Regions from separate parts of the Mus musculus genome. Here all the other regions are linked to region 2. The links are chromatin contacts, called in public Hi-C and HiChIP or PLAC-seq maps. All regions are on one chromosome and are shown on one strand. The core of a region is the stretch at or near the end of the contact, and the rest is flanking DNA. Distances in the headings are between cores, read along the strand shown.

Region 1 (4,716 bases), core at 1,602-4,101, 120 kb before region 2:
AGCAATTACCTTTCTTTAATTTCTCTTAACATCAATGGAGTACTACTCAGCTATTAAAAACAATGTATTTATGAAATTCTTGCACAAATGGATGTATCTGGAGGATATCATCTTCAGTGAGGTAACTCAATCACAAAAGAAGTCACTTGATATGCACTCACTAATAAGTGGTTATTAACCCAGAAACCTAGAATACCCAAGATACAATTTGCAAATCACAAGAAAATCATGAAGAAGGAAGATCAACATGTGGATACTTCATTCCTCCTTAGAATAGGAAACAAAATACCCATGGAAGGAGTTACAGAGACAAAGTTTGGAGCTAAGACGAAAGGATGGACCATCTAGAGACTATCCCACCTGGAGATCTATTCCACAATCAGCCACCAAATGCAGGCATTATTGCATATGCCAGCAAGATTTTGCTAGAAGGTCCCTGGTATAGCTGTCTCATGTGAGACTAGGCCTGGCAAATACAGAAGTGGATGCTCACAGTCATCTATTGGATTGAACATAGGGCTCCCAATATAGGAGCTAGAAAAAGTACCCAAGAGCTGAAGGGTCCTGCATCCCTATAGGCGGAACAACAATATGAACTAACCAGTATCCCCCGAGCTCATGTCTCTAGCTGCATATGTAGCAGAAGATGGCCTAGTCAGCCATCATTGGGAAGAGAGGCTCCTTGGTATTGCAAACTTTATATGTCCCAGTACAGGGGAACACAGGGCCAAGAAGTGGTAGTGGGTGGGTAGGGGAACAGGGTGGGGGGAGGGTGTAAGGGAGTTTCAGGATAGCATTGGAAATGTAAACGAAAAAAATATCTAATAAAATTTTTAAAAATGAAAAAGAAAAAAAAAAGAAGGTTGAACACCACCCCCTTATGTGTAGAGTGTTAATTCCAAGGAAGGCTGTTTCTTTCACAGTTATCATGAAGGCTGCTGTTGTTAGAATTTTCAGAGTTATCACGCTGGACTCTGGTATTCTCTGTCCAGTCAAGAGTTGGACCTTCAGCTCTGTACTATAAATATGTACCTCAGCTGATTGTGTTTTAGTTTTCCCGTGCATGTATGTGTAGAGGTCAGAAGTCAATTTTGAATTCCTCTCTCTATTACTCACTATCTTCTCTTTTGAGATGGGTTCTCTCATTAAGCCAAGAACTCCTTGTTTCTGCTTGACTCACTGGACAGTGAACTACAGGGACCTGCCTCTTCTCTCTTACCAAGTGCTGTGGGTTCCAGATCTTCATTACCTTGACTACTTCTTTTATGTAGAACTTAGATTCTAATGCTACTGCAGCTAGCATCTTACCTACTGAGCCATCTCCCTAGCCCCACCCCAGTGGACTCTAATGCACATATTGAAGGTGAGACATGGGACAAATATCATCTCCTCTAGATGCTCTAACACGTAGATTTATAAGAAGAAGCATGTTGTTCCTACTTCTCCAGCCTTATCTCCTGTGAGCACCTCTGTACCACAGCAGGAGAACTTACAGATCAGAGCTTCAAATCTTCACGTATTTCCCCACCTTCTCTTTGCTTTCCTAGGAGCCGCTACACCCTGTAGTGCTGCTTGTGTACTGGCAGGATCTATGGATCATCACTCACACTGTAACCAGAGAGAGGAACATCTTATCATTATTCACAGTCCTTCCCTGTACTCTCTGACTTATCTGCTTCTTGCTGTGAAAGATAAAGCTCTCCCATAAATGTTGCTTCAAGATTCATAGTCCCCACCACATTTACAACACTGATTTTCTACCTTTAAAAAGTGCATCTATATCTTCCAGCAGATAAAAGCAGTTTGAAGGCGGAATTTTAACCCTTTAATCACAGTGTCTATCATAAGCTAAGCCCAAGGGGAAGCTGAACTACAGTGTGTACAATTAGCAAAATACGATGCTTTGTCCAAAATCCATCCATTCATTCATGTTTGCACGTATATCCATGTATACCCATCGGAAATTCCATGTCCCATATCTTTGCATAAACATTAGTAATTTGAAAGCTGCTTACAAAGTTGTGAATTTTAATTACTTTCTGTATTTTTAGGTTGATTTAACTACAGAGGAGAAAATAGAACTAAATTGTCTACATTGATCAGGCCTCTGAGAAGGTAATAGGTTTCATTTTTACTTCAGTAGTCTTAGTGTCCTTCAGCTACTCATCCATCCTGTGGATAGCTTTTATGTATGTATGTATGTATGTGTGTATGTATGTATGTATGTATGTATGTATGTATGTGTGTGTGTGTGTGTATGTATGTATGTATGTATTATTTACTTATTTATTCACTCATTTATTTAATTATTTCTGTATAATACTCCAAAAAGCTACAGCCCCAAAGCACTTCTGGTGCTAGACTGTGCAATGTGTTCATTGTATCTCAAATCATTGTCAAAGCAAACATGGGGTCTTTGTAGCACAAAATGACTTCTGTAGAGCTTCCCACTTCTCCCTGACTCACTCTACTTCAGAGTCAAGAAGGTGAGTTTGGATGAGAAACAATGTGAGTAGCAATCCTTGGAGTGTTTTCCTGTATAACCTGTGGCTCCTAACAAAGTCAGAAGATGGGGAAGAATGCAGGAGCTAAGAAAACAGTAGCACAAAGGTACTCACAGGAACTAAGGCTAGACAGGCACTTGGGTGGGAATTGCATGAATTTTCTTATAAATTGCCTTTAATTTTTAAGCAGGGCAACCTCAACATGCACAGAAATACTTATTTGAGCCTCCTTCTGTATTTTGGAAATCCACGAGCCTCGATGATTGCAGCTTCTACCCAAAGAGGGAAGGCCTATGATGCTGTGGGTGGAAAGGAAGTGGGGGGCAGACTCCAGGTACCTCACTCTTTTACTCATCTCCTTGTCAGGTTATGACAATTTCGTGCTTCTGCAAATCCACCTGCCAAACAATTCCAGGAACCAGAGATTTGTCAGCGAGCCACAAGCACAGAATTCTTACTTCTGGGCTCAAGAGGCTGCCTCTCAGCACAGACAAGGTTTGCAGAGTGTGATGAGAGCCACTGTGGGCTGGATGAGCAGAGTGTGGTGATAAAGAGGAAATAGGACTTAATAGTAGACCTCAGTGTCATTGTGAAGTCAATCACCACCTGCTGCACATAATTTACTCCCCTTTTGGTGGCTACAGGAAGTTCCTGGAATTGGCGTGCAATAAGGACAGAACCCACCCCTGAGTGAGTAAGACAGTCAGGCATTCAGCTGGCTGTAGAGGCAAACAGGCCAGGACTGAACAGAGGTTTCAGCCCAGTACATTTCTATTCGTTTTTCTCTCCAAGAACTACAGCAGGGGGAAGATTCATTTTCAGGTGCGAAAACATTTTCGCACCCTCTTACATGGTGAAAAGCTGCTGTCTGTTTTTGCCTTTCATTTTCTGTCCCCCTAAACTCAACTTCAGACCAGCCCATAAAACAGGCAGAAAATTCCATTGCTTAATTTTGTTAGTGATGACTTTGTTTTCAGACATGACGGGCACATTTTGAGTTTTGTTGCTATTTTATTTCCATAAAAGAAATAGTTTTCCATGACAGATACTCAGTTCCTCCTTAGGCAAAATGCTAGAAGATAAAAAGAAAGAAGGAAAATTGTGTTTCCTACTCTGTTTTGCCTTTGTTCTTGATATTAGTGTTCAAATCTAAAGGCTACAGAGGAAGAAAACTGCAAAATGAATGTTTAATGATGTCTATGTATGTGAATGCATACATAAAGGAAATTCATATTATATGTTATAAGTCTAAAAGATAAATATAGAGAATATATCAAATACATGTTATACAAAATAATGTTCCTAGAATATAGAAAATAATATTTCATGTGCATTGAGTAATATATATATTATTTGGCCCTCACAGAGCAAGTCAATAATATACTAATTATTTCAATACATTTTAATGTTTCTAATTTTTGATTCATGAACCTAGGACATGCATCTTTCTTTCTCACAGTAGTCTAGAAAATGACCCAGAAAAAAAAATTCCTCCAAAGCCTGCTTTCAAGACCCGCTACTTTAGATATAAGTATTTCATGCCACTGCCTTGAGAGCTAATGAGAAAAGTCAACCTAAACCTATTTCAAAAGCAGGATCTTTACCCAAAGAGTATCAAATATTTTGGGAAGATATTACTGAAATTATTGGATATTATTATTTGCCTGTGAATAACTTTCATCCTAAACATTTAGTCTTTTTCATATTTATGAGTCATAAGCCATATTCATTCATCTCTTGACTATTTACTTTAAAAATATTCTTTCTGATGAAACAGAAGTCTGGTTCATAATGAAAATGGCAAAGAAACTCCCCTTACTTTAGCTTCCTTACATTAGCTGACCTTGGGTTCACCTCTTCCATTTTTCTTGTAAGAATATTTGACACACTATTATAAAGCACCCATGGAGACCTGGAAATGGGATATGAAAGGCTGTAGGTAGTTTGGTTGCAAAGATATAGAAGTAATTGATGCCCATGGGTCACCCCTGAAACCTTCTACCCACTCTTTAACACACTGGCCATGATGCAGGAGTTTGACTTTGTCTGGTTCCTATTGGTATGGTTTAGGCTGTACTGAGCGCTTCTTTACTGTCTGGCAGGAAAGGATGCTCCAGGCTCATTTTCTGTGCCCACTCCACTTCTTTCCTTTTTTTTTTTCCCTTTTAGATACTAAAATGTGGGGTATTGGGTCTAGTCTATCTTTCAAATA
Region 2 (4,339 bases), core at 683-3,182:
ATACACAGTGATATTTAAATCACAATAAAGCTCTTATCAAGAGTAGAAAGAAGTATGGAAGTTACTGACTCCCTGGGGCTACGGTAAACGTTTGTGGCTTACAAATATGTTTGAGTTGAAGCTAGAGCTTAAAGAGTTTTCAGTGTGTCTTTATCATGTGCTATACTGCTTTTAAAAGTTTATTTTATTTGTTTGCTGATGTGTGTAAGCATGCACACTTCCACACAATATTCATTATATATACTCTCACTACACTTTCTTTGATTTCTGACCACCACCTTCCCCTACGTTTGCCTACCTCACATTTATAGCTTTGTGTTATGATTTTATAACCCACATATTTTTTTTACTGAGGTTGTCTGTGCAGCCATGAGTTTGTAACTGTCTATTGGAGAATGGTAAGAAATATCCTTTACTCTATATGCAAATACACACATACACTTAGTGCACACACAGATACATATATAAAGCAAAAATATTCCTTATGAATATATACATATTTTTGTCTTATTACATTCAATGCCTTTTTATTTTTCTACCCAAGTCAATTATGTACAGTTCCCTTTAAGGGTTTTTTATTGGCTCATTGAGGAGTCTAGCCATCGATAAATACATAGTAGTGGAATTCATGTTAGTGTTTAAGTAAAGAGGTATAGTAGGACTTTAGGAATTGTGCATGTCACACAGGACAATTAAAGAGAACACTCAACCTGGTGGTTATTTTGGTCCTGAAGGCAGAAAGCATTTACAAAAGTAGATATCAACTGAGCTAGGTCACTCTAAAACAGGCAGAGAAGAGGAAACTAGAGGGTGGTCAAGAGGGAAGGTGAAGAAATGAAAGCTCAGAGGCCAACTGAGCTTTAGAAACTGGCATGAGTCTCTATGTGAAAATGGACATTCATGAATAAATTCAAACCAGCTATGTGAAATAATTGCCTTCTGTAACACAAGCAACTCCGATCTACTTGAAGCATGGATGAGATGCAAGCCCTCTCATTGCCTTACAAGAAAAAAAGCAATTTTGAAGCATGTGCTGGTCTTCTACCAGAAGCAAGTCATCAGAGTATGTGAGTTTTCATTTAACTTCCTCAACTTGTAAAGCAAGCATTGTGTCTGCATCTAAAGGAAAGAACGGTGAGGTTCAAAGACATTAAGTCATTATTTCCGGGGCAAAGAATTTGTGAAATCAAAGCCAGACAGGATGGCTCACATAAACCTCATTGTGAAACTTGGGCCTTATTGATAGTAAAAAAAATAAATTATAAAAGTATTACAATGAATAATTTAGAGAATTGCTTTTATTGAACAAATTACAGTTCAGTGCACATTACCACTTTTCAAACCAGCTTATGATTTCAAATAACTCTATATAGTCTATCCTTGGTTATTTACAGAAGAGAAATCAAGGTTTATAGTTCATCTGGCAATGACTTTTTTTTTTTTTTAAGAAACCTCTTATTATAATTGCTGCTCACACTCTTTTTTTTTTTTTTTTTTTTTTTTGGAAAATACATTTTATTTTTTTTTTCCATTTTTTATTAGGTATTTAGCTCATTTACATTTCCAATGCTATACCAAAAGTCCCCCTTACCCACCCACCCCCACTCCCCTACCCACCCACTCCCCCCCTTTGGCCCTGGCGTTCCCCTGTACGGGGGCACACAAAGTCTGCGTGTCCAATGGGCCTCTCTTTCCAGTGATGGCCGACTAGGCCATCTTTTGATACATATGCAGCTAGAGTCAAGAGCTCAGGGGTACTGGTTAGTTCATAATGCTGCTCACACTCTTTAGGCCTTCTTTTTGCACTAGCACAGGTTCAGGTCTTACAAGCCAGTAGGGGGCAGACAACAATTTCTGATAACTACGGCTATGCAGTGGGGCCTCCTCCTCTCTGAGCCGGCGACCTAGCTCCAGCCTGAAAGAGCTTCCTTAGCAACTGGTTGCCCTGGGCGACGGGAAGACGCAGTCCAGCTGACTGAGTTCCTGGAAAGTTCCTAGCACCTGCAAGCAGTCAAATTCACCAGTGAGCTATGTCGGAAATCCTGTGCCAGTGGCTCAACCAGGAGTTGAGGGTGTCCCGGACCGTGAGTGAGTGAACTCAGCCAAGGGCAAGCAGTTGAAGCAAGCACGGGATGGTGGGGTGGGGGTGCTGATAGAAAGTAGCTCCAGAGTGTCTAGCAGTGCCTGGCAGTGCTGGCCTGCCCTCCTCAGTGCTACCTAGCCACACTGGGGCTTTCTTATTTCATCATGCCTCTGACATTAGACCTCATCACGTGGTCTTAGCCCTCAGATTTTCTGATCTACTCTCTATTACTAAGGGACGCTAAGTTCTAGGTACTGGTCTGTTCCTGTGTGGAGTAAAAGTTGTTCCTGTCTGTAGTCTGACTGTTGCTTTGCTTTCATGACATCCGCATCAAAATGTGCAAGACGAATCCACGCAGGAAGTGCTTTCAACAGTTACAACTTTTTTTCTGTGTTTCCTCCAGTATAAATTAGATCCACTTGCACTCTCCCTGCTTAACAACAATTGTAGATCTGTTAACATTTGTCAGTTTTAGGAACTTTAAGCTTCCTTTATCCTTTATCAACTTTGGCCATTTGAGGTACCTTTTCTAAGCTAACCTTACTTGATTTTAGCAGAGGCATAAAGTTGTACATGAAGTTTCTAAATTCTTATGGCCCAGGAAGTTACAAACAAGTCAGATTTAGTGGCAACCAGACACTTCCTCTTCTCCTCGCTGGGGGAGGAATTATTGTTTCTTTATTGGTAGCTCATTTTCAATTGCTACGGATTTTCCTTCAGGCAAGATGCTTTCAAAACGAATCATTTCAACATGACCTCCCAGAGGTTCTCTTGCTTCTCTACCAGTTGCTACCAATGGGAGCAGCGGTGCCAGTTCACCCTTGGGTCATCCATAGAAGTTGCTAGGACAGTAAGTAGTATTTGTGCAGGTGTGAGATATCTAAGGATCTTCAGTGAGGAATATTCCAAGTTGCATTACGTGAGGCATAAACATTAGACTTATTATATCCCAAGGCTTCTCCACCCTGCTTTGAGCAATGATAGATTCTTTTTCCCTGTCCTGTCTCCTTGGTTCTCTGAGAGTTTCTCAGCTCAAATAGGATGCTAAACTCAGGACAGTATTTATCATGTATCATTTCCTCTTTCTCTCTCACAGTACTGTCCACCAAAATGCAGTATCACACCCAAGGTTGCACTACTCTGAGGGAGCAGTTACACATTTCTTAGCTTAAGTTGGTTCATTTATTTCATAATAAGATCCACACCATTTCCTCAAGTCCACAGGACCCTTGCAGAGTAAGACACTTTGGGGACAAGCAAATAGAGTTAACCATACACATGAAAACATTACATGCTGTTCTAATACTAATAAGTTTGAGAAATATGGTTTGGGAAGAAAGTATGACTTCATTCTGTGAAGATTAAAAGCTTGGAGACATTTTAAATAAAAATTATAACACCACAAGCTATGAATGGAAAATTCCCAGATTGTCTTTTCCTGCAGGATAAATCTGGAACTCGTTAGCAGAGACACTCCATGATAATCTCATTTTAAACACTAGCAAGGCAACCATTTCTGAAACCCAATTGCTACAAGAAGACTAAGTACACAGACTCTGATGTGGTCAAATTGTGCATGTAAAGGGCTATCCAGAGTACAGGGAATATATTTGATCAAGATAGAATTCCTGTGTACTTAATAGAACACACTGACTCTTGTAGATATCATCTCATTAGATAAGCTGTTCTGTGGGTATGATGGAAGATTTTCAATAATTTGTAAAATTTATAATATAAAAAATGTAAATTGAAGAAAATAATTTGGTGCCTTCTTGATAAGAGCTGTGTAAGAAGAAGGGATTGGCGAGCATACTGCCAGGCCTTAAACTTCCTATTTACCACTTAGTAACCAGTAGCCTAAAGCTCACTGTACTTAAAAACAGCATTTCTAATGACACTTCATGAATTGTATCAAAGTCAAATGGCTACTATGTGTAAAACATTAAATAGTACTTAAAGGGCACATAGTGAGTGCAAAATCTCATTTCTGAGAAAATCTGAGTCATCTTAGGAAGAATCAACGTAGAAGGATATTTGCTATGCTGATTCTGGAACAGAAAGAATACAAACAGCCTTAAAAATATAGAAATAGTTGCACAAACTTTCTTCTTTTATACCATGGAATACAGTAAATTTTTTGTGTATTTTTGAGTAAAAATATTGTAGCTTTCTGTAACTAGTATTATTATAGTTTTATTAACTATAAAATACATATACAGATATATTCACAGGTATAGAGAATAGAAATGCATATAC
Region 3 (4,930 bases), core at 306-2,805, 75 kb after region 2:
ACTTGTACACACAGAGACACAATTTGTAGCTATCTGGTACCTTAATGATGCTGATAACACTATATCTACTGTATTGTATGTAAGGATCTTGCAACATTCTTTCTTGGATTATGTATTAACTCTAAGGAGGCTAGAAACAGTGGCTGTAACTGCTCATTGGTAAAGTTGAGTACTATTGCCAAAACTCTAGATGGACTTGATTTTTCTTATCATCAAAGTGGAAATATTTTATCCTACAAATTAAACATTTACCAAGATAAAAGTATATATTCTTAAGCCTTAATTTCCCCTTATAAGGTACTTGAGAAACTTGATTCATTGGGTTTTTTGTTGTTGTGCTTTAAATTTTATTTATTGTCTATTTTTTTATGAGGTAAGGTCTCATTTTATGGCTGGTTTTAAACTCATAAACTCAATAATGTTCTCACCTTAGCCTTCCAGAAATCAGAGACCCCAGGACAAATATATTTCATTCCTTACAGTTCAGTTTTCTATCGTATGTAATAAAAAAGACTATGGTGTTGCCATGGATATTCAAAGACATTGGGTTTTAATGCAAAGGATTGGAGTAATATGTAATAAACGCTAGGAAAGTTTGTGGAAGGCTTTGAAAGGAATGAAAGTTTCCTGGGTATTTTCTCAGTAGAGACTTGCATATTTTCTACTAGATGTTTTAAGATAACTGGTTCTGTTATGAGCTGTAACTTCAACTTGATTATTCTATAAGTCCATAAGTTAGAGGAAATTGCTAGCAATTCAAATTTCATCTGCTTGCAGTCATCCTGGTGAATTTTCTTCAACTGAGATACAATTTCTACACTGTCAAAAATACCACCGAAAATATATTTCCCTATAGGTAGTAGCCAGTCTCTTTTTTTCACCTATTAATATCTATCCCTTCATTGCCAGTTGCTTATAATGGTGTGTACTTCCTGTTTTGAATTGCTTGTCAGTCTTTACCAATTCTCTTATGAACTGACTGAGTGAATTATTGCTAAAGCTCAATTCATTTCATGAGATCTTTGTTACAGATTTACTCTTAAAATACATGTTTTACCAAATGATAGCATGAATTATTCTTTTGTTAAATCTCTCACGACTAACACAGCATTTGGAGTGAGATCTACCTGGGATAGTGGTGAGGAAGTCATCAAACACTTAATCTGCTGTGTGCCTCTATATCTTGTGTTTCATAAGCAAAGAGCAGATATTTAGGAGTAAAGTGCAGTCTAATCTCCCTCCAAAAATAGTAGAAGTCTAACCAGTGTGTTAGAGCATAGTCACTAGGAACAGGTTCAACATACTGTCTTAAAATGACTGCAATCCATAGAGAAGTCTGATGAGCCACATCTCAGGTAGGCATGCTACACCCAAAGGCAGGTAGGCAGCAAAGGCCATCAATCCAGCCAGTGCTCAAAGATAATAGGGAGGAGATCAAGGAGACCTGGGGAGAAGGAATAATCACTGCAGAAGACCAGCATCCTTGTGGAAGACTCAGTGCCTGTCTTAGCCATTCAGAGAGAGCATGACTTAGCTTGTGAGAGAGAGCAGTGACTTGCAGAAGGTGAGAGGAAACACTGCAAGGTTTCCAGCTCAGGCTATGAGTGATCACCCTCTGAGGTTAATAGCAATGGGACATTAGAGGCTTTTAAGGCTGGTATTTGTTGATCTGTATCCTGCATATTTTTGTTTATTAATTCATTAGGTTATACACTTGTGTATAATTTCCTTTTTGGAGATCTAATTAAAATATTAAAATAAACATTTAAAGAGAGCTCAAAGCCTAGAGTAACAATGGTGAAACTGAACTCCCATTCTCAGTCATTAATACAGTATGTAATCTGGTGGCTTCTAGAATTTCAATCTGACTTCATTTGATATATTGTGAATATGAAAACAACCTAATAGCTAATGGAAGCCCTGTAAGCTGAGTTCTTCCTATACATGTTATAGAAAAATACATTGAGATAAGGATGGAAACATAACCATTGGCGTTGACATTTTTGGTGACTTCATTAGACAGGGGAGGGGGGAGATGGATTGCCAAGCCTGAAGGAGAGGCTCAGAGGCAGGGAGTGGAGATGAAGGTAGCTTTCTAGAAACATTTTTGTGAAAAAGGGGAGAGCATAGGTTCAGAATACTTCGAATTTCCTTTTAGGACCTGTTCTCTTTTTCCTTTCTTCTTCTATCTTATAGAGAAGGGCATAGAGATAATATAATTTATTTTCCTGGTAATTAGTTTTGAAGACAAGGTTGTTTTTCTGTTGTGGTGATGTTTGTTTGTTTGCTCATTTTTTTTTAAATTTAAAGATAACTACTTTAGTTCAACTGTGAGAAAAGAAATGATAAGATGATTACATTTTGAACTTGCCACAATATAAACGCACCTGGGAAGAAAATCTCAATGAGGGACTGCCTACTTAAGATTGGCCTTTGGATATGCCTGTGGGATATTTTCTTAATTCCATTAAATGATGTCAAAACCAAAAACCAGCCCATTATAAGAAATGCATTTCCCTAAGTTTCATTCAAGGGCTGTTTAAGAACAGAAAAAAAACAATCTAAGCATTACAAATGTGTGCATTCGTTTGTCTGGGCTCTCAACTACAGCATGACTAGCTGTATTGGGTTTCTGACCTGACCCACCCACAGTAATGGACTATAACCTGGAATTGTGAATAGAGCTTTTTCTCCTCTAAGTTGCTTTTGGTCAGAGTGTTTGGTCAAACCTCAGAAGTGATATCAGGACAGATGAAGAACAACCTTGGTGGATATAGAAAGACAAAATTGATAGGCAGAAAAGAAGCTGAAGTGTCCACATTTCTTTTTCAGTCATCTATTCTGTAGAAGGGGTGATTACCGCACCCTGTGAGCATTCCGGACCCTTTACTGACTCGCATGCTATTAATGCACTCCTCAGTGTGTCTTTCTCTGAGCAACTCTCATTCCTTTTAATCCAAGGCATTCTTTCTTAGCTTTGAATATCATAAATTTTATAACCAAGAAAAACCCAAAACAAAACAAATAAACAAAAGCCACCATGATTTTGTATTCTAAAACCATTTCATCTTGTTTTATCATTAATGTAGATGGAGAGAAACCGAGTACTATACTTCTGAGGCCCTTCATTGTCTTGAATGCCGTGAAGTCACACCCCAGTGCTGTATTGCTTTAATTCTAACCCTTTTAGTCTAGCTCAAGGCTTTCTTTTTTCTTTGTCATTTTCTGTTTATTCCCAGTTTATGAGTACTTTGTGTTTTGGATGAAACTCAGTGAGAGCTGTTGAAAATTTTTTCCTATTAATTATTTTTTATTTCTCATGGTCAATTTGTGTTTATTCTAAAGCGAGTTCATAGTGCAGAAAGAGGCATAAATATTTCACAATATTATAGTATGGTATCAGTAAGTAGTCTCATGTATATTTGACTTTATGGTCCCGTATTTTACTCTTACTTCTTCCCAGTGCTGATTTTCTTTTTCCAAGTTTGTTATCCACGACAACATATTCTTTATAATCTTATCTTTACATCAAACTTTAGACAGGGAGGTCTCTGAAACAAAGAGTTTACTGGCTGTGTATACATTGTCTAGCCTGAAATGAAAAACTGGTTAATCCTGAGACAAATTATCTAAAGTTTCAGTGTCATGGGCTGATAACAGCTGGAAAAATATTCCACTGGATCTAGGGAGACAAAATATTCTATAATGAAGCACAAAAAGAAGGACTCATACTCTGTTCACTCTGAACTTTAGTGACAGCTGAGAGGGACAACTGAGATACAAGGGAATGTTTCTGATTCTTGGTTGTTTGATTCAAGAATCAGAATATGGTGTGATCTTGGTGGCCAGACTTCAACAGAGAAGGGAGTATAGCATGCTTTGTCTTTTTTTTCCCTTTGTCAATTTTGCTTATGTGTTTTTTTAAAAATTCATTTATTATTCAGTCTCTCTCCCCCTCCCTCTTCCCCTCCCCTCTCCCCTCTCCCCTCCCTCCCCCTCTCCCTCTCCCTGTGTGTTTATATGTGTGCTTTTGTGTGGCTATATGCACCATATATATATGCAAATGCTCACAGTGATCAGACAAAAGCATTGGGGCATCTAGAAACGGAGCTACAAGCTCTTGAAAGCTATCATGTGACTTCTGGGAACTGGACTCAGGTTGTTTGTAAGAACAGGAAGTACTCTCCCACCCCGGAAGTACTTTCCTGCACTGGAAGTACTCTCCCACCTAACATTAGTTAAAATAAACTCTTGTTATCTTCCCTTCCCTGAACCTAACTTATTGCCTCAGAATTGTCTCACCAACCATCTGTCGTATTGACAATCAAGCTTCTCTTCAGTGTGTTTTTATCTCATTTCTTGCCCATTCCAAGAGAAATGTGAATTCTTATTCTAAAGCCACCTAAATTTTTGTGGTTGTTTGGGTTTCTCTTTAATAATAGTAAGTTAATTTTTAAATTTATCTGAGAATTTGAATATATTTGTACACAGTATTTCCATCTCCAGTGCCATTCTCTCCCCATCTTAAATCCATGAACTCTGCTATAATTAATGTTTTATTTTATTTTAAATTTTATTTTAAAAATTTTATCCTTTGAGAAATCCATGTGTGTATATACATATACATATACATATACATATACATATACATATACATATACATATACATATACATATACACATACACATACACATACACATACACATACACATACACACACACACACACACACACACATACACACATACACACATACACACATACACACATACACACATACACACATACACACATACACATATACACATATACACATATACACATATATACATATACATAATCTCCACCCAACTCTCTCCAGGTTCTACCCAAACACATTCCCTTCCTAACTTCTTATCTGTTTGTTTTCTTTTATTAACCCATAATCTA
Region 4 (4,909 bases), core at 1,931-4,430, 130 kb after region 2:
ATAAATGTGAATACAGCATTTTCCAATCATATCCCTTTCAATTAATTCTTCTAGGAAAATTTTGGAAATGTAATTCGAAGCAACAAAACAAAGCAAAAGAACACAGTCACAAAAATAAAATCTTTTCAATGAAACCCTTAATGCTTCTTTGTTTTTTTTTTTTTTCCCTAAAGAATTCCTCTAGTTCCTCGAATATCCAATTCTCCAGAAAATTCTGCCGTCAAGCCAAAGGTGGGGACATTTCTGAAGGGCAGATCTGATCCTCCTTTAGAAGTCCTGGAAGCCAACTTTGAAATAGATGAGAAGATTTTATTGGACACCTGGCAGCAGGCTTCATTAGCCATCTCTAACATGGTGAGCAGTGCCTATGGCTGCATTTCTTGTTAACAATCCTACTACTTAGGTGGCAGGGTTGGTAACATTGTCCAAGTGTAACATTTATATGATAGTCACAGTCATGGTGTAAAAAAAAATTGCATGCCTTTCAGAAACTATTATTACTTCTAAAGGGATTATTAAGGGACTAATTTTCCTGAAAGAAGTAGGAAGTTAAGAGATATAGTCACCAAGTCTTTGAAATCATGTAAGAAGGGAGGCAATATTAAATTCATTTCACTGCTAAACTAGGTAGCAAAAGCTGGGGACTAAAGGTCAAGAGATTGTTAAGGAGGGTACGATGGTGGCCCTGTATAAATCATACCCTTGTTGACTGTGACATGTGCTACACTATACTGGCCAACTTGGTCATCTAATAATGAGGTCCAGCATGGCCATATTTTTCCATTTCCTAGGAAAAAAAAACAGAAATGAAATGTTTTTGGTTCTTAATTTTTTAATGTGATACTACTGCTTTTGGTTTTAAAGAATGAAATATAATTCTTAGAAATAAATACTTTTACAAAGTCAAGAAAGAAAACACAAAGCCCAGTTAGCCAATTTGCCATTTGACTTGTCACCTCAACCTGTCTGATCTTTGTTTGTTTGTTTGTTTTCTAAATCACAAGAGAGTAAGCATTATTATCCTTTTGCAGTAGAGAACTAATACCCACTTAGAAATGTAGGAAGATTTTGCTTGGATTCTGTTCTACCCCACTTGCCTTTTAGTTTTCTTTTGCATCAAGCATTCTTTGATTTCATTGAAGTACTCTAATCATAAAAGAGTAGTGACCCCATCAAAGGTCTCTTGAAAGAGGTGAAAGAGAAGCCTGCTTCGTAATCTTACGGGAGATCCTCCTTGGCTTCCTTTGGGGTCTGATTTGTGAGCCTTTATCCCAAACAGAACAAAGAGGTCTCCTTTCTCCCCCAATTTTCTTTTGGTCTACTCATCTCTTTCTTTTGTTTCTCACAGAGTAATTTCAAACTCTTTTCTTGTCATACTTGTTCCAAAGAACGTTTAAGTGTGGATATTGCTCACATCAAGAAAATGCATAAAATGCATTTGCCTGGCTTCACACACTCTCTAAAGTAAGCACTCATGACCCCTGTACACAGGAATTAGTAAAACCAGCTGTGCAGCTGTTAGGTCTCCTCAGGTGTCATCCAAATCTTAGCTGTCTTAAGTGAACTACCATCTTGCTTTTTCAGTCATTCTTTCAGAACCGAAGTCTGTAACTCCTATACAATATATGGTAGTTCTGCCTGCCTTTGAGTTTTCAGGAAATGGACTCTTTGCTGTGTGTGTGTGTGTGTGTGTGTGTGTGTGTGTGTGTGTGTGTGTGTTCATTTTTAGAACATTATTCATTAAAGTCATCTCATACTTATTCTGTTCATTTTCTTTGTTATGCAGTGTTCTGTAACATGACTGCATCACAATTTGGGTAACGATGTTGCTGCTGATCCACACTTGGTTTGATGTCAGTGGACACAGCTGTTGTGAACATTCTCACATGCATCTCTTAGTTCCCATGAGTATACAAATCTGCCTCAGACCTGGGACTATATGCTCTCATCTACATACCATTTGCTTGTGTGTGTGTGTATGTGAGTGTGTCTGTGTGTGTGTATGCATCTACCTTATTGTTCATATGTAAGTTATATAACTTACTATATGTAAACAATCTCAAAGTAAAATTTACAAAAAGTACATTATAGGTAAAGATTATCCCCAAACAAGATGTTCAGTTCACTAGACAGGTTTTTCATCCTAAACTTCCCAACAGTCTGGTTTAATAGTTTCAAAGATATATACTACAAGAATCAACCAAAATGCAGGTAGAAAAGAATAGGTTCATTCTCATAATGGGCAGCTTTAGCACAGCTCTTGTTATGTAGCAAGTATTCATGCTTCAAATATGTATAAAATTATATCTACACATATGTAATGTTTAAATCTTGGGTTTTAAAAAATACTCTTGTTACATTTGTTTTCTCTTTGAATTATCAAGTATAATACAAAAGAAGGTAAAATATTTGGGACAAGCAATAAAAGGCACATATCAAGATAATAGATCCAAAATATATCTGCAACTATATAATATTTTTAAAAGATACAGCTAAAGATAATTATCATTAGATTGTTTTTTTTTTTTTTGGTTTTGTTTTTTTGTTTTTTGTTTTTTTTTTTTTTTTTCTGAGACAGGGTTTCTCTGTGTAGACCTAGCTGTCCTGGAACACACTCTGTAGACCAGGCTGGCCTTGAACTCAGAAATCCGCCTGCCTCTGCCTCCCAAGTGCTGGGATTAAAGGTGTGCACCACCACACCTGGCAATCATTAGATTGTTTAAACAAACAAATAAGCAAGGGGCTAGCTAGATGTAGCAGAGGGTAGAGGCGCTTCACTGCTAAGCCTACCAGCCTGGGTTTCATCCTTAGAACCTGAGTAGTAGAAGGGAGAACTGACCTTACAAGTCATCTTCTGATTTCTGCACATACTACAGCACACACATATTCACACACACACACACACACACACACACACACACACACACACACACGTATATACACAGCAAACAAAGAAACAAACCAATTTTAATATAGTATTTTTCATCTTTAAAAATGTTTCTGGTTAATATACTCATATAAAGAATTTCAGTTATTTTGATCATCCAGTTCCCTTCTTTATAGCCACTGTCTCTCAAGGAGTCTCCCTCCTAACTCTCTTTTGTTCAGTCTAAGTTAGTTTCCTGGATGTGGGTGAGGAGTTACTCAGTGGGGCAAGGGCTGCTTGTCTGGGGCTGAAACCCTTAAAAGGGTTCCACCCTTCCTGTGACAAGCCTCGTGGACACTTATATCTCCCATGATGGAGTGCTTCTGGCCCACTCTTGGGCAACTGCTGTGTAACTCACCGGGAACACAATGGTTCTGTCACTTCCAGGAGACATCACTTTTGCTGCATGTCTCCAGTTCTTCCACTCTTTGTGCCTTCTCTTCTGTGATGTTCCTGAGCCTGGTAAAAGGGTGTTATTTTAAAATAACACAATGTTTATAAGGTACAGATATGTTCTCTAACTAATGATATAAATGAAGTATGCTATGGTCATTCCCAAAGCCATTATTGAGTTTCTAATCTTGACTTAGAGGCCCAGAGACTCTGCCTTTTCTGCTATGTCTGGTCATTACTACCTCAGCAACCTTCCTACTGAGAGGATCAAGCTTGCTCACTTTACTCTGTACCATTATGGTGCCATCTTAGTACTCTTTCCTCTTCTAATATGGATCTCCTTCTTGTACTTGCTTAGATCCTCTGTAGTTTTATTTGTTTGGTTTGGTTTTGTCATTACAGCTAGTTTATACTTTTGATTTTGACCTTTTTTTTTCCCGAAGCCCCTGACTTCTATGCCTTCTATGCTCATGACTTCATGAGTTCTTCTCTTTGTAGTTTCTAATGTTCCTCCCAGTGACTTGGTTCATCATACTCATGTTCTCTCTTCTCTCTCTTTCTCCCTCCCTCTCTCTCTCTCTCTCTCTCTCTCTCTCTCTCTCTCTCTCTCTCTCTCTCTCTCTTCTCTTCTCTCCTTCTCTTTCTCCTCTCTTCCCCTCCCTCCCTCCCTCTCTCTCTCCCTCCCTCCCTCCCTCCCTATGTGTGTGTGTATGAAGTTTGTATGCAGTTTATGTGTATAAATGTGGATATGTACACATCACAGTGTGTGCGTATAGTAGTCAGAGGACAACCTTGGGTGTCTCAGCACAGTTTCTATTTTCTTTGGAACAGTCTCTTTGTTGTTTGTGCTTTCCTCTTACACAGATGCATGCCAGGCTAGCTAGCCATATCATGGTCTTCAGGGCCTTCTCCTGTTTCCCTTACAATCTTGCTGCACTGAGACTACAGAGGGCCAATACTGGGCCCAGTATTTTATCATTTCTGGAGATTCAAACTCACGACTTCATCCTTGTTTAGCAAGCATCCTATCTACTAAGCAATCAACCCATCCCTACTTTGTCATTTTATCTCGTTAATGTTTTCCTGAACACTGAACTTGGTTCTATTACTTTTCATATACCGTAATTTAGTACAATGCCCACACCTAACAAGGTCCTGAGTTATCAGTACAGTTTTGAGATGCTGCTGCAGCTGACACCATGCTCACAACACTGAAGCCAATACAAAGATGACAGTGATGGAAGTAATGGCTAGCACAAAACCCACGAGTGCCAAGTCCCAGGGATGGGAAGCAGGTGCAGGCGTTCTAGAAAGACAATGTATTATTTGTATTGTTAATTGAACTTCAAAAATATAATGGGTGGGTCATAAATCTATCAAATCTACCTGGGAAAAATACTGCATTCTTAAAGGGGAACATAGATCCAGAGTGTTAGCTATATGTCACAATTAAACATGGCCTGTTTTAAGTTTTGAAAAATCTGGTAGCCTCCCTAAGTCTTCAATTTCTTCTCCAAAAACACGAGAAAAATTCTCAAATGATTGAAATTCAGTGATAAGTGTATATGAAAATGCTTTAGAAAGTATAAA

Evidence for each region. Hi-C and Micro-C count contacts between places; a contact is called where the count stands out from the background. HiChIP or PLAC-seq counts read pairs in DNA pulled down with a chosen protein or histone mark.
Region 1: a BATF HiChIP or PLAC-seq map of CD8 T cells shows a contact between it and region 2, with 10 read pairs. The contact joins the enhancer-like site here to the promoter of Spef2 in region 2. A contact is called at or near these places in 3 of 39 promoter capture datasets (the C10 cell line and pre-B cells), 1 of 15 datasets of contacts at CTCF or cohesin (pro-B cells), 6 of 484 Hi-C or Micro-C datasets (the C10 cell line, Th1 cells, bone marrow-derived macrophages and 3 more), 3 of 115 datasets of contacts at active chromatin or transcription factors (CD8 T cells, Th17 cells and large pre-B cells) and 2 of 9 other capture datasets (adipose tissue and macrophages).
Region 3: a contact with region 2 is called in a Hi-C map of Th2 cells, with 2.4 times the contacts expected there. The contact joins the enhancer-like site here to the promoter of Spef2 in region 2. A contact is called at or near these places in 1 of 39 promoter capture datasets (the C10 cell line), 3 of 484 Hi-C or Micro-C datasets (CD4 T cells, Th2 cells and macrophages), 1 of 115 datasets of contacts at active chromatin or transcription factors (CD8 T cells) and 2 of 9 other capture datasets (adipose tissue and liver).
Region 4: a BATF HiChIP or PLAC-seq map of CD8 T cells shows a contact between it and region 2, with 5 read pairs. The contact joins the enhancer-like site here to the promoter of Spef2 in region 2. A contact is called at or near these places in 4 of 39 promoter capture datasets (the C10 cell line, pre-B cells and stem cell-derived epiblast-like cells), 4 of 484 Hi-C or Micro-C datasets (the C10 cell line, CD8 T cells, bone marrow-derived macrophages and 1 more), 4 of 115 datasets of contacts at active chromatin or transcription factors (the 230-238 cell line, CD8 T cells, bone marrow-derived dendritic cells and 1 more) and 2 of 9 other capture datasets (liver and macrophages).

Annotation. Positions count from the first base shown.
Region 1 is chr15:9,868,691-9,873,406 of GRCm38.p6, reverse strand. No RefSeq gene overlaps it. Among named protein-coding and RNA genes, the nearest start is that of Spef2, 120 kb to the right of the region's middle. Within about 2 kb of position 2,851, at least 24 of the 459 cell types and tissues checked have an H3K27ac peak or open chromatin away from gene starts, as enhancers often do. A contact at or near this core is called in CD8 T cells, Th1 cells, Th17 cells and 1 more, where this site is marked.
Region 2 is chr15:9,746,461-9,750,799 of GRCm38.p6, reverse strand. It overlaps Spef2 (sperm flagellar 2), which reads left to right and starts at 1,932. Exons shown (of 37, transcript NM_001305042.1): 1 at 1,932-2,088. The coding sequence starts at 2,031.
Region 3 is chr15:9,670,941-9,675,870 of GRCm38.p6, reverse strand. All of the region lies in intron 16 of Spef2 (sperm flagellar 2), which reads left to right. Among named protein-coding and RNA genes, the nearest start is that of Spef2, 75 kb to the left of the region's middle. Within about 2 kb of position 1,555, at least 2 of the 459 cell types and tissues checked have an H3K27ac peak or open chromatin away from gene starts, as enhancers often do. A contact at or near this core is called in Th2 cells, where this site is marked.
Region 4 is chr15:9,621,417-9,626,325 of GRCm38.p6, reverse strand. Spef2 (sperm flagellar 2) reads left to right here. Exons shown (of 37, transcript NM_001305042.1): 26 at 174-354. Among named protein-coding and RNA genes, the nearest start is that of Il7r, 94 kb to the right of the region's middle. Within about 2 kb of position 3,180, at least 10 of the 459 cell types and tissues checked have an H3K27ac peak or open chromatin away from gene starts, as enhancers often do. A contact at or near this core is called in CD8 T cells, where this site is marked.